Regions from separate parts of the Mus musculus genome. Here region 2 is linked to region 1. The links are chromatin contacts, called in public HiCAR-type maps. All regions are on one chromosome and are shown on one strand. Each heading gives the region's core, a stretch centred on a gene start, on an enhancer-like site or on the middle of the called end of the contact. The rest is flanking DNA. Distances are from core to core; before and after follow the strand shown.

The links. HiCAR-type assays count read pairs that join an accessible place to other places.
Region 2: a contact with region 1 is called in a HiCAR-type map of astrocytes, with 2.0 times the contacts expected there. The contact joins the promoter of Fpgt here to the promoter of Lhx8 in region 1. A contact is called at or near these places in 2 of 39 promoter capture datasets (both in liver), 1 of 484 Hi-C or Micro-C datasets (LSK cells), 2 of 115 datasets of contacts at active chromatin or transcription factors (astrocytes and bone marrow-derived macrophages) and 1 of 9 other capture datasets (embryonic stem cells).

The regions. Positions count from the first base shown.
Region 1 is chr3:154,327,498-154,334,144 of GRCm38.p6, reverse strand. Lhx8 (LIM homeobox protein 8) reads left to right here and starts at 3,585. Exons shown (of 9, transcript NM_010713.2): 1 at 3,585-3,873; 2 at 5,704-5,790; 3 at 5,979-6,140. The coding sequence starts at 3,793. It overlaps AI606473 (expressed sequence AI606473), which reads right to left and starts at 3,324. Exons shown (of 3, transcript NR_040387.1): 1 at 3,082-3,324; 2 at 1,640-1,786; 3 at 1-1,231.
Region 2 is chr3:155,089,040-155,095,686 of GRCm38.p6, reverse strand. It overlaps Fpgt (fucose-1-phosphate guanylyltransferase), which reads left to right and starts at 2,309. Exons shown (of 4, transcript NM_029330.2): 1 at 2,309-2,388; 2 at 4,129-4,296; 3 at 5,483-5,575. The coding sequence starts at 2,331. It overlaps Lrriq3 (leucine-rich repeats and IQ motif containing 3), which reads right to left and starts at 2,253. Exons shown (of 8, transcript NM_028938.2): 1 at 2,017-2,253.

The DNA of each region.
Region 1 (6,647 bases), core at 2,336-4,835:
CCAGTTTAAGTCCCAAAGTTAGCAAGTTTCACACTCTGTGCCACAGAGTGCAGAAGCAGACTCCTAGCCTCCGGCTTTTAGCAACAAAACAAAACAAAACAAAACCTCTGGACGCTCTCTTTTCTCCACTTTCCAGACTCCGATGAGCACACGAAGTGGGCAACAATCCAAGGTGTCTCGCTTGCAGTTTCAGGGTGATCAAAACTGAGCGTTGACATCAGGGACATTGACAGTTCCTTCTTGGGAGCGGAGGTCACACATTACCCTAGTGCAGCAGATAATCCTTGGGTTACATTACTGCACAGAATCCTTGGGTCGACTGTGCAGAGGCGCGGTACTAGGAAGTGAATCTCTCCGGTCTTGGGTTGGAGAAAGTGCTGCCCAGCCAAGCTAGACTTTGGTCAGGACACTGTAGCTACTTCGCTTAGGCTTCTTCCCAGGTTCCAGCCCTGTCTAGACTAGGATTTTGTGAGTCCTTGCCAGCCCTCTGGAGGATCGCAACTCCAGAGAGGGCAACATTAGAAGCTGAGAACCAGTGTATGACCTGCCTTTTGCTCAAGTTCCGGGATAAGTCCCTTCAAAAGTGTAGTTAGCACATGGAGCTCAGACGCGCAGAGTTCAATAGTTAAATTGGCGGGGACTTTCACTACTTCAAGTAATAATTTTCTAATTCGGATCTATTGCTTTTAAATATCGAACTCCAGAGAACTCTGTCAATGCAGCCTTTTTCTGCCCCATTGATGCTTGATGTTCATAAACGGCTCCTGCCTTGCGAGCCGGGTATGAAAATACCAGTTTTATGCCTTTGATAGGAATCGCCAAGGAGGAGAAGACGGGTTATTAGAAGACCGCAGATTTCTCAGCAGCTCGCCGTCCAATTAGGGAGCTCTTCGCCAAGGTGGAAGCTCTGAGTGTCAGGTAGATTCTCTTTCTCGGGTCCTAGACGAAGGCCTGGCTCGACGGGCTCCAGACCCTTTCCTGCACCCCACCCCAAGGTTTTAGCAGGGCACACTTAGTGCCTCCGAACTTGCAAGCGAGCCGCACAGCCCCGGAACAGACATAGTTTTCTTTCCTACCCCATTCAATCCTTTGAGAGAGCCAGGAAATCCAGGGTGTTGGCCGACCTCCTAGTGGGCCTTCCTCTCTGGTTTTCATTTGATGAACAGTGGCTTCTAGAAATTTCAGTCCAATAGGAAGGCACCAACAAGGCACGGCCGATTTATTTTCCCACCTACAGACAAGCAAGATAATATATATATACATTTTTACTGTGTTTCGTTCAAAATTGATCTCAATTGGCGTGCGGGGGCTAAAACTCTCATTCTGATTTTTTTTTTTTTTTTTAAGAAAAGTGCTTTGTAAATTTTACCTCAAACACTTAAATGTGGAAAGAACAGAAGGCGAACTTTTTCTCTGTCTGATCCGAGGAGCAGTGAGTTCTAGTTTGCCTGCGGGCATGGAGAAGCTAAACATTTTTTAAGCAAGTGGTATATGCAGGGTCAGAAGGTCATTAGGCCCAAGACCCCACAACTCAGCCTTGACTTTCCTAGTAAAAACTTTCACTTTCTGCTCCGCCCATCTCCAGCCCAAACCCTAAGCCAAAGCCTCGGTCGGTCGCCAGGACAGGGAACGCACTTACCACGGGGTAGCCCCTGGAGCGCGCTGGACACAGGCAATTATGCTGCTGGTGAGTTCGCAGTCCCGCCGGGCGCCGGGAGCAGGGCGGACGCCAGACCAGCCCTTTAGACTCCAGTCTGACGTCCTCCTTCTCTAAGCCCGGAAGCCTCTAAAAAAGAATCATTTCCTCCACTTATGCAGAGATAGGAGCTCTCAGATCAAGATTAGTATGTTGAAAACCTGATTGAGAGCAGCCTGATTAGGCGAGGGTGGGTGGAAAGGCGGCGTACACGACGGCGCCCCCTCCCTATGTCCCCCAAAAGCTCTAGCGCGCTGGGCTCTCCAGATGACCGGCACAGACCATTCTCGCTAGCAGGCAAAGGGAACTTCAGAGTTACGTTGCAATACTTAGCACAAAAGACTGTAAGTAATTCTCCAAGCTAGACTCTAGTTTTAGTTCCTCATCCAGGGAGTCGGTCCAACGCCCGACCTGCTGGAGCCAGCATTCCGCACCAGTCTCTCTCTCTCTCTCTCTCTCTCTCTCTCTCTCTCTCTCTCTCTCTCTCTCTCTCTCTCATCTCTGATCAGAATCGTATGGAAAATACTTTATTATGTGGATTCCCTCACCCACTCCTGATTTTCGCTTTTGACGAAAATCAGCAGCAGAAGCCACAGAAGCAGCAGCAGCAACAACAACCACTATTTAGCTTTTCGGGCAGTCGGTCCAAACCTCCACCGTTCTATGCTTTACCAGAATACAGTCGATTCTTAAATCTCAGGTCCCTCATACTCCACGCTAAATTTAATGGAGATCTCCTGATGGGCATCGGCCAGAGGGTGCTAATATGAAAGTGTATGTAATGGCTGAAAAGGAGAGCCGAGATGGCGTATGTTCAAACGTCCTCTGTGTTTAAGGAGGAAAGGGGCAATCAAAGAAAACCTTTAATCCCTGCCCACCCCAATGCTCATTTTGTCCAGAGAAAGTGTGGTCAGCATTAGTTGCTGCTGGCCCCTCCACTACCCCTGATGGCTGGTCTGGGTTCTTCTTCTCCCGCTAAAATAAGACAAGGGAGTAAGATTGCTCTTCCTTGTGTTTCACTACATATATTTCTGTCTAACTAAGGTAACAAAAGCATGGTTTTGTTATAAGGCTTGAGAAACTGACTCCAGGATGTTCTTATATCACTTAAATTCCAAACGTTTCTCTTTTGCTTATCTAAAGGGACAAATAAATAAAAGTAATTAAAAAATAACTTCTTACAAAATTTTTCTTCTATAAACAAAGTGAGACCTCATAAACAAACAAACAAAAAACCTCACACTTTCCAATTCAGATAAAAATTATCTCTACCCTACTCACATTCAAACGTTCACACTTAAGCACGGGAATGTGGAGTGCGCAGCAGTCTATCTATGGCATACCGTTTGTCTAGAATTAAAGAAAATAAAAAAATCGTAACATACTTTCGTTTTTCTTGTATCCTTGATTTCAAATCTAGTCGCGAATCAAATCTAGTCCTTCGTTTGTCCCTTCATTATCTTAACGGGAAAACCTTTCGAAAATGTAGAGAGAACCATTGGTGCGCATTTAGGGAGACCTAAGACTTGGGAATCCAGAAGACCTCCGCTTTCCCTCCGTGAGCCGCTGAAAGAGCTGTAACCCGAATCTTTGTTTAGGTTTTGGCTGGGGAGCGAGAATTTAAAGACAACTCAGAGGCAGAAAGCTTATTCTTAAAAAGAAAAAAAAAAGGCAAGTTAACGGACATCCGCAATTCCCCCCCACCTTTAACACTGAACTCAGAGTAAGTTGTCTGGTGCAGATAAAGATCTTAACATGTAGAGAAGGCGGGTTTTTCATAAGGAGGTGAGGCTGTCCCTTCAGGAAAAGACTTTTCCCCCACACCCCCTCCTCTCTGCGAGGTTCCACCCTCTGGAAAACACAACTTTCCCTCTTTTCCTGGAGGGACAGGCCTTAGTGTGGCTGAGAGAGGAAGAACAGTGGGTCAGAGAGTGGTTACGGTCACTGTGGCCTTTTTGGAACAAGACACACTGGTGGCATCGCTGTTCTGCCTGTTAGCTTTCCTTGGCCTTTGGGGGCGGAGGAGGGGACACTGCGGACACCCACAGCCTCTGACCCTCTGGAGCTGGTATGTGACGAGCAGCGCCTGCGGGGCCATGTATTGGAAGAGCGATCAGATGTTTGTGTGTAAGCTGGAGGGAAAGGAAGTGCCGGAGCTGGCGGTTCCCCGCGAGAAGGTAAGCGAGCCTACACCGGGCGGGATCTGTTGAATAGGAGTTTCCTTGAGAGAAGAGAGTTGTCCGGCCCCTAAACCAGGCTGGGAAACTACCTGTCACTGCCTCGTCTCCAGACCTGACAATTTTTTTTATTACGTAGTAGCGTTAGGTAGTAATCACTCCGTCCCCTCCCCACGGGCTCACTTAACCTAAGGCATGGACACTCTAATTTGGGAGACGAAACCTGGAGCCTAAGACGCTCACGGGGCAACGTGAGTCCTGCTTGTATTCTACGTGACGGGCTGTTCGCGGCAGTCTGGGGCAGGGGCCGGGGGTCTAGGTGTTTGTCTCAGGGCACCAGATACCAATGGCTGCGCTCTGCTGAACGCTGGCTCTTGCCACGGATAAGGTGAATGTGGGGCTTGAGACCCGGCGGCGACAGACCTGGGGACTTGAGTCTTCCAGGGCCCGCCCGCTCTTAGAAAGGGACAAAAGAACGATTTCGTTGGAAATACCAAAAGGGCAAATTTCGCAGTACGAGGCGAGCCTAACGGGGAGACCTGGCAAGCTGTCACCTACTCCGGAGGCAAGACCCGTGGGTGCTCGCATTTTATGGTGGAACTCGGTTCCTAAACTGTTGGAGAGCAGGGCCGGGGTGGGGGTATCGGCTGGACATGGGCAGAGTAGTGCTGGCTTCGTGTTTGTCTGACGGTTGCGGGTAGCGTTTCTGTCTGGATGCTTTCTGTCCACGAAGACGCGCCCGGGAGCAGCTGCGCCGGGGCTACCCAGGCGTGCGGCCGCTGGCTCACCTGGAGCTTTCGGAAGACAGAGGAAAAGGAGACAAAGGGACGCAAAAGCGAGGGGTGTGGGCTGCTGGAATCCGCGGACCCACTCGCCCTAAACTAGACTTCTCAGAGAGATTGCATTCGTTTATAGAACAAAACTGAAAGTGCAGCCAGGGATTGGGGACACTTGAGCGACGCGTCCGCGTGCTCTAAAATATTCTGACCCGCATTGGGTGAGTTTTTTTTTTTTTTTAATGGAACAAATTAAATTCAGCTGGATATTTCCATTATTCGGCCCGCTTTTGCACTGGTTAAAACTAATCCTTTAGTAGCTAAAATGTTGACTTACTGAGCACTAAGTGGCAATTCACACCTTAAAGAAACCAGTGTAAATCGCTTACGGTTCTAATTGCTTCAAGTTTACCAAAGAGCTGCTGGCTCCGTTTAATCTGAAGCATTTTCATTCAAATTGTCGGAACAAACACCAGGCTTCTTAAATCCCACTGTAATTAGCTTTCAAGTATCCGATTAAACCTCTTCACCTTTTGGGCTATCCTATTCAAAAAGCCCCCCCTTTAAAAAATATATGTGTGTCTTGCTCTTTTAATTGAGGTTATTAAAGAAATCAAGTTTCTCTCCCCACCCCCTCCTCAGTCATCTTTTCTTCTCTCTCACTCCACCTCCCCCCGCCCCGTGCCCCCTTTAGCCGGGTGTTCCCCGCTCCCGGGTGATTGACGTCTAGAAAGCAATCGCTTTGTGCACCGAGGCCGGTTATTAGCTGGGTACCCCCGGTGGGGGGCGGGGGCCGGCGCGCCGGGGTGAGCGCGGGGCTCGAGCCGGGAGCAGCGGCCGCGCAGTCCTCGAGTCGCCCGCTGGCGGCGGCGGCCCAGGGAGGCTGCGCGCTGGCCGGCCAGCTGCGCCCGGGCTCAGGTGCCGGCGCTCGCACGCGCCGCCCTCGTGCGCGCCCTTCAAGAGCGCGGTGGGGCCCGGGCTGCGGGGCGCCGCGTGCTCGCCGCGGGCTCCTGACCGCTGTCTCCCTCCCTGCCTTCCCGCTCTCGCGGCGCAGTGCCCCGGGCTCATGTCGGAGGAGTGCGGGCGGCCTGCAGCCCTGGCGGCCGGGAGGACCCGCAAAGGCGCTGGGGAAGAAGGACTGGTGAGTGGGGCGGCGACCCGAGTGGGGACCCCCAGCTCCCTGGGCGGGGCGGGGCGCGGGGCTCCAGGGGTCCTGCTGGTCTGGGAACCCCACAGTGCGGATGGGGAAGGCTGGGGACGGAGGACAGTCCTTGGGCTGCCCCGTGGGGAGGTGGGACGTGAAAGGCCAGTGCTCGGCTGTTCCTGCAGGTGAATCCCGAGGGAGCCGGGGACGAGGACTCCTGCTCCTCCTCGGCCCCGCTTTCCCCGTCGTCCTCGCCCCAGTCCATGGCCTCGGGCTCCGTGTGCCCGCCAGGCAAGTGTGTGTGCAGCAGCTGCGGCCTGGAGATTGTGGACAAATACCTCCTCAAGGTAGGATGGTGGGCCAGGCGAGCCCCGACGGAGTCAGTGTGAAGGTCGGGGGGGAAGTGCCCCACTTCGTGTCAACCTCTCAGCATATTAGTCCACCACTCTTAAGGCCCACAGCGAGAAGTATGATATGGAACCATAGGATTTTCCTTATTGTGAAAGTCTAGGGATAGGGTCTACAGTGTAAATGAGGGTTCCCCCACACACACCCCAAGAGTGTGCGGAGGACTCGGTCACCAGCAGCAAAAGAAGGACTTGAGGAACTACCACCCATTCTGGTATAGGCTTTTGTTTGTTTTCCAAGTCTAGACTTTTACTTACTTAAAAATCCCGTACTCTGCAAACTGGTCCCTCCTCTCCAATACACCCGTGCTGCTGTCTTACAGAGACTAACTAGTCCCAGTTCCGTGTGTTATTCCCTCTCGCAGCGGCTCCTTCTGTAACTAAAAACACTGTAAAGTGCCTTTAAAGATGTTTAGTTTTGAACTGTTACTGGCATCGTGGTCATAG
Region 2 (6,647 bases), core at 1,060-3,559, 760 kb before region 1:
TTGATTCAGCCTTTCCAAGCAGCTATGAATGGTCCATAGCCCCTCAGGTAGAAACAGGACTTATATAAGCTTTAACGACTGACCTGGTAAAATGCACTTACTGGTATACTAGTGAGAAGAATTTCATGAGGGGTAACCAACAACTTTCTGATTTAAGAATTTAAGTCACCCTCCATAAATAGAGCCCATATCTAACACCGCTATTAGAATCACAAATGTGTGGCCAGACAGGTAGGTCATGAAGTTCTACTGGAGAACCTACTACTACTATTAATCTACCGAACAGACATAGCATATTAAACTAACTCCCAATTATCTATAGCTACACCCATAGTTTAGTGCATCTCTCAACCCTCATCAGAAAGGTTTCTTTCTTTCTTTCTTTCTTTCTTTCTTCTTTTTGCAATATATGGCAACTAACACAGAGACTAATAACTGGTCAATGTGTAGAGAGTACAACTAAGCAGTGCTCAATTTCTGAAAGGTACACACACACACACACACACACACACACACACACACACACACAGTGTAGGGATCACTGTCAAAGGGAGGGAGAAAGAGGGTAAGTGCCGGAGGAGGTGGACACTGTTTTCTGGACATAGCAGGCAGCTGCACTCATGAACTCACAGCAGCTGTAACAGCACCCAAGGCCTGCACTAGCTCAAGACAGCACATTTCAGCATGGAATGGAAAGGTGGGTGTGAAGTACTATATGAGAAATTTAAATTTGGTTAATTTGTTTTCCACTTATAAGAATGTTTGGTAGGTACTCAAATATGTAGGCCTTTTTGACCTGTATTATTCCCTTTGGACCTCAACCTCCTCCTGTAGTTGAAAATAAATTCCCTCTCCATTCTGACAACTCACAAAATTGTCTAGCCAGCCCTGTCTTGATCTCCAGAACCACATACATGATGCACAGACACACAACAATTTCTACTATATTTGCACTAGTTTATTCTACATATCCAATATTATTACAGGTCTTCTCTTATGACTTCACTATGCTTCCCCATACATACCTTTCCTCAGCTCATTTAAATGTCATGTCATCCACTTTCAGCATCTTTTAGTAATTTCTCTCACAATCCACACTTATTTATTGGACAGGTGTTGTTGGTTAAGTGTTTCTATAATCTAAGCAATTTCTCTCCATCTCCCATTATTATCTTTTAAATTTCCACCAAATCTTTCCTGTTTGTGTTACTTTAGTAGACTCCAAATAAAGCTCTGCTTATATTCTTGCCATACCCACCAACATACTTCAGTGTGTCTGTGCCCTTTAAACATAAGGCAGGTCACCAAAAACCTGGGATGACTCCAGTTCACTCAAGACTATAAATTACAAGCTCTGACTGCTATTGCTGTTATTATCTATCGGGCCTTTCTGTATTTTCTTAATTTCCTTCAGCCGGAGTGTATTGTGAAACAGTTATCTCCTCCCCACAAATGTGTCCACTTTAAATACAGAATTAAATGCTGAGGTCAAGGCTTTAAGTGAAAAACTAAGCTTACTCAGAAACTTAAAAGTTCATAGGGAGCTGCTATGCAGAATTCTGAGTTAGATTTTAAAGAAGAGAAGCTTCTCAAGTCAAATTGTAGTGGTAAGATTTCTGGGTTTCAGACTGAAATGGCTTCCTCAAATAGCGTTCCTCTCTATGTACTATGTGAAAGATTAAAGAGATCAACCTGTAGTACTCGATATAAACTTATGCACTCTACAAGAGAAACACATATAACCACTCTATGAAAGTGTATTAAGTAAGACTGGTTCTTTCCAATATCTGGCACCTTTGGTTGAATCTCCTTGAAGCAAGTGAACACAACAGAGTGTGCAGTGCTGGCTAAAGGCGCTAGTTCAGTACTGGGCCTGGGAAGTTGGACAACTGAAGGGTGCAGAGTAGTCTGGCCCACCAGAAAGCATCCCACAGAGCCGAGCCTCTCTCTGGTTCAGGGGCCTGGCCTCCCTGGGAGGCTTCTGACAGGAATAGGAGCTCCGTGCGGGCAGGTCACCTCAGCATCTGGGTGGTGGATCCACTAATGGTGGGTGGGTTGGTCTTCTCGGTCGCACCGCGGGTTGTCAGACACGGTAAGGCAGGAACCCAGAGCTCCGCACAACCCGACCCCGCTAGGTGCCCGCCCATCTGCCCCACAGATCGTTGCCCAGGAAACGCCGCTTGCGCACGCTCACGCCATCCTAGCTTTTCAAGTCTCAGGGCGCTTCCAGGGCCGCGGTGACGTGGAGAGCATGGAGGAGGCGGGGCGGGGCGGGGCGGGGCGGGGTTTGGAGTGCGCGTGCGTGCTAAGTGTGCTCCCGGAAGTCGGCCATGGCGTCTCTCCGCGAAGCCACCCTGCGGAAACTGCGCAGATTTTCTGAGCTGAGAGGTACCAAGGCGGAACTGAGTTCTCTGCCCCCCTGCACGGAGAGCGCCTTCCCAAGGACCCCGCGCAGCTTCCTGTCCGATACCCCTTCCTGTCCGCTCCGTCCTGGCCAGGCCAGCCAGACTTTTCCCTTTTTCCCTTTTCCTCCTCTCTGTGCGAGCCTAAACTTAGATGTCAGGAAGGAGCAGTAAGAGAATTACCAACGGGAAGTAACACTGGCTTAACTCAGTGGTAGAAGACCTTTTGCTTAGAGTCTGCAGTAGTCGTTACCTTGTTTCTTTTCTTTTCCCAAGCCCCGCTGCTTAACTCCACTTTATTCCAATGTAAACCCCAATACGGAGGCAATCATGGCTTTAAATTTGATAATGTAAGTTTGGGGTACAGCTGTCTGGTAAAATTGATATTTATGAGTGCCTAAAATGTACGGTCTTATATTTGGATACCAGAATGATTGGAACTATTAAATCCAAGCTAACATGTCTGTCTCTCTCCTCTCCTTCTCCCTCCCCTTCCCCCTCCTTTCCTACCTATTCCTCCTTCTTATCTCAGTCCCTCCCTCCCTCTTTATCTTTCCCCTCCCTCTCATTCTCTCTCAACTTGTTAAAAACCTTATTAATATTTTTGCTGATTAGAGGGTTCCACTGATTCTTGAAAGTGCAATTTGTCATTTAATGAGTTCATTGAGAAGTTTAGTCCTGGGGTTTGTGTTGTATTCTGATTGCTTATATAAAGTGTAGTTTGATCATCGTTAATAAAAATATTAGAAGCTAGGACTGGTGTCGCAAGTCTGTACTGTCATCTACTTGAGACGCTAAGGCAGTAGGAACGAGGTTCAAGACCTACCTGGATTGCACAGACAAATAGACGATGATAATTGATAGACAGATAGATAATAGGTAGATCGATCGGTCGTGTGGTAGATAGATAGAAAATAAATATGAGTTCAGAGCCAATCTGTCAAGTAGTGGAAGAGTCCATGATTCACTGAAGAATGAGTCACCAAAGAATGATGCCCCAGATTCCAACAGTATGTAAACACAAAGAGTATTTATTCTGCAGAAGTCCAGCCTTCTGGGTCTCCCATTGCCAAGATAGAGAGACCCTGAAGTGAACTCGCAGGACCAATTTCAAGCACATTAGAGGAGTTCTGGGTTAGGTAGGCTTTGCCTTCCTCTATCTCTAGTCAAGTGCATTAGTGAGAAGGGGGGAAGTATAGAATAGAACTTCAATCTGTAACTGAATGTGAACAATCACTTGCAATAGCTTACTACCTTTGAACTAGCCTGTCTCAACCCTGTCAAACGTAAGATACTAAATTAATTAAATAGATAAATGAAGGATTATGAACATAGCTCAGTGATAGAGCTGGCAAGCATAGGACTCTGTGGTTATTTCCCAGTACCACAAAAGAAAAGGAAAGAAAAAAATGATAAGCAACAATAACAAAAGACCACATTCCTAAACAAAAACCTGGAAGGAGTGGATCCTTGAGTTGAAATTTCTCAGCCAGCAACATTAAGGGCCCTGGTTCGCAAAACTTGCTTTTAGAGGGTAATGTTTGCTTGTTTGTTTTGTTGATTGGTTTGTTGGTTGGTTGGTTGGTTGATTGGCTGGTTGTATCCCCTTCTTAGTATGGAAGATGGTAATGATTATCCTTTGTTAGCCCCTGTTTTGAAATAGGCAAACTTGTAAGTGAGATGACTGATAGCATTAAAAGAAGGTTCCTTGCTATTTTTCCAATAGGCAAACCCGTGGCAGCTGGAGAATTCTGGGATGTGGTTGCAATAACAGCAGCTGATGAAAAGCAGGAGCTCGCTTACAAGCAACAGTTGTCCGAGAAGCTGAAGAAAAGGGAATTGCCTCTTGGAGTTCAATACCATGTTTTTCCAGATCCTGCTGGGACCAAAATTGGTACACATTTCATGGGGGTGCTTATAAAGGACTCTGGACAAAAATAATAATTGAAAAATAATTTTTCTTTGTTTATAGTTTATAAACTGTTTATCTGTACACATGGCCTTTAAAAACTTTAAGATCTGAAACTTAGCTTTTAAAATGATAAAAGTCCAAAAAGAGATTCTGAGCCCCTGTGACTTACAGAGAAACTAGTCCAGACCTTATTTTAAAGATTTTTTTTTTTTTTTTTTTTGCCTCAGTACAATTTACACTGGAATTTGCTGGAAGTTCTCTTAAGATCTTTTCCAACTGAGCAACTGAGTCATTTCATGAAGTAGTTTGGTGAAGAAAACAAATCAGGAAGCTGATGTATATATATACTTGGCCTCTTAGGACCAAGTTACGGGAAACAGACAAACAAGGACCAGTTACTTGAAGTATCGTAGAATATTTACTTAAACCCTGGAGAATTCAACTTTGTCATCATTGCAGATATATCAATTACGTGTCACCTTTGATTCCTTAAGGAGAGAAGTGCAAAGGATTTCTTCTACTTTTGTATTGTTATTCATTAAAAGAAGGCCAACATTCATCTCTCATTTACTTATTTACTTGCAGTGTTTAGACTGTAAATAGTATGATTTTATAAGAATGTATCACTAAGCTTGTGGCTCATGTGCTGAGTAAAGCTAAAGCCTCGTCGTGCGGAACAAGATGCACGTGCATGGCACTGGCGTTCCTCTCACTTCCCACTCCTGGTTTAGAAGGTTAGCACCTGTATGATGTCTCTTCTATAGAGGAGAATTAAGTATACAGGATGTAAGTGGTATTTAAAATATTTTATACAACCAGGTTCCTACATTAAGAAAAAAAACAAAAACCTCCAACTAGTGTGTTAGGTTGTGTCATGTGGAAGAAGCCATTGTATGTTGTATGTTGGCAAGTGTATATCAATTTACAGTCTCAGGTCCTGTACCTTATCACTTCTATCATGACACTGAGACATTGTGAGCTTTACTCTCTGTGTTCCCTGATTAGCTGTTTGTTTGCTTACTTACTGTACCTGATCACTTCTTCTGACAATAACATCAATCTGTCTGCCTCCTATTGACAAAATTCACGTCTTCAAAATTGTAACATTGCTTATATAAAAATATTCCTAGTTTTATCTGAAACAATATGCTTCTGAATTGTTTTTAAGGAAATGGAGGATCAACACTTTGTTCCCTTGAGTGTTTGGAAAGCCTCTGTGGAGACAAATGGAATTCTCTGAAGGTCCTGCTAATCCACTCTGGTAACTTATTGTTGACTTATTCACATTTGCCCTTGAGCTTTCTACCTTTGACACCGTAGAGACTTTGTCCCCCTTGCAAATGATCTCTCAAATTTTATTTTGCCTTAAAATTCATTGATGGTATTTTACTTGAGAAATAAATACTCATTTTTTTCTTTTGTTATGTGCAGTTTGTAAATGGTAGGATTTTCACAAAATTTATTTTTAACATAGATTATTACATCATCAACTTCTATGAATGTTTTATTTCACTTTTGTTTTGCAAATAGAAAATTATTTTTTATAAAACTCATGAAAATGTGACCATTTCTCAGGCACCTTGAGGGGACTTTTGTTGCCGAGGAAAATGGATGATGATGATAATGATGATGATAACCCTTTTGTCAAAACTTCTGCCTTGCATTTTTGTCTGATTTTTAAGAGCAAAAAAGCTACAATAATTAACAGTTTTAAAAACAAAAGAAAAGGTGACAAAATATGTAAAAGCAAATAGAACATTTCAAATGAGAAAAGTCAGAAAAACAGTGTTAGAAGTATAAATTAATACATGTAATTATATGAACATTTTGGTTTCATAGAAACTTCTGTTGTTTATATTCCAGTGAGCTAAAAGTTTTACCAAGGCTTAACATTAGCCTTGGGATATATAATTGAGAATGGTCATATTTGTAGCTTTAAAGATGCTTTGTAATTCTGAGTTGCATACACAGTAATATGACTTTCTATAGATGACATGAACAAAAACATCTAAGTCCTGCTTTCAAGAAAAATTAACAATATAGAACAATTCATTGTCTTGTAGAGTAAAAGTTTTTATTATGAGTTTAGTAAAACTAATTACACTTAGAAAATAACTAGCAATACATATAGTGAGCCCTCTGGATCCTGGCATTCCATCCACCTCTGCAGATTCAAGCAACCGTGGACAGAAAGTATTTGAAAGAAAATAAAAATGTCTCTATACTAAATATGTACCTTTTTAAAAAAATTCCTGGAATATCTCTACATAACTACTGTTTATATAAACATAATATTGTACTAGATGGCATAAATATATTTTCCAGTAAAGCAT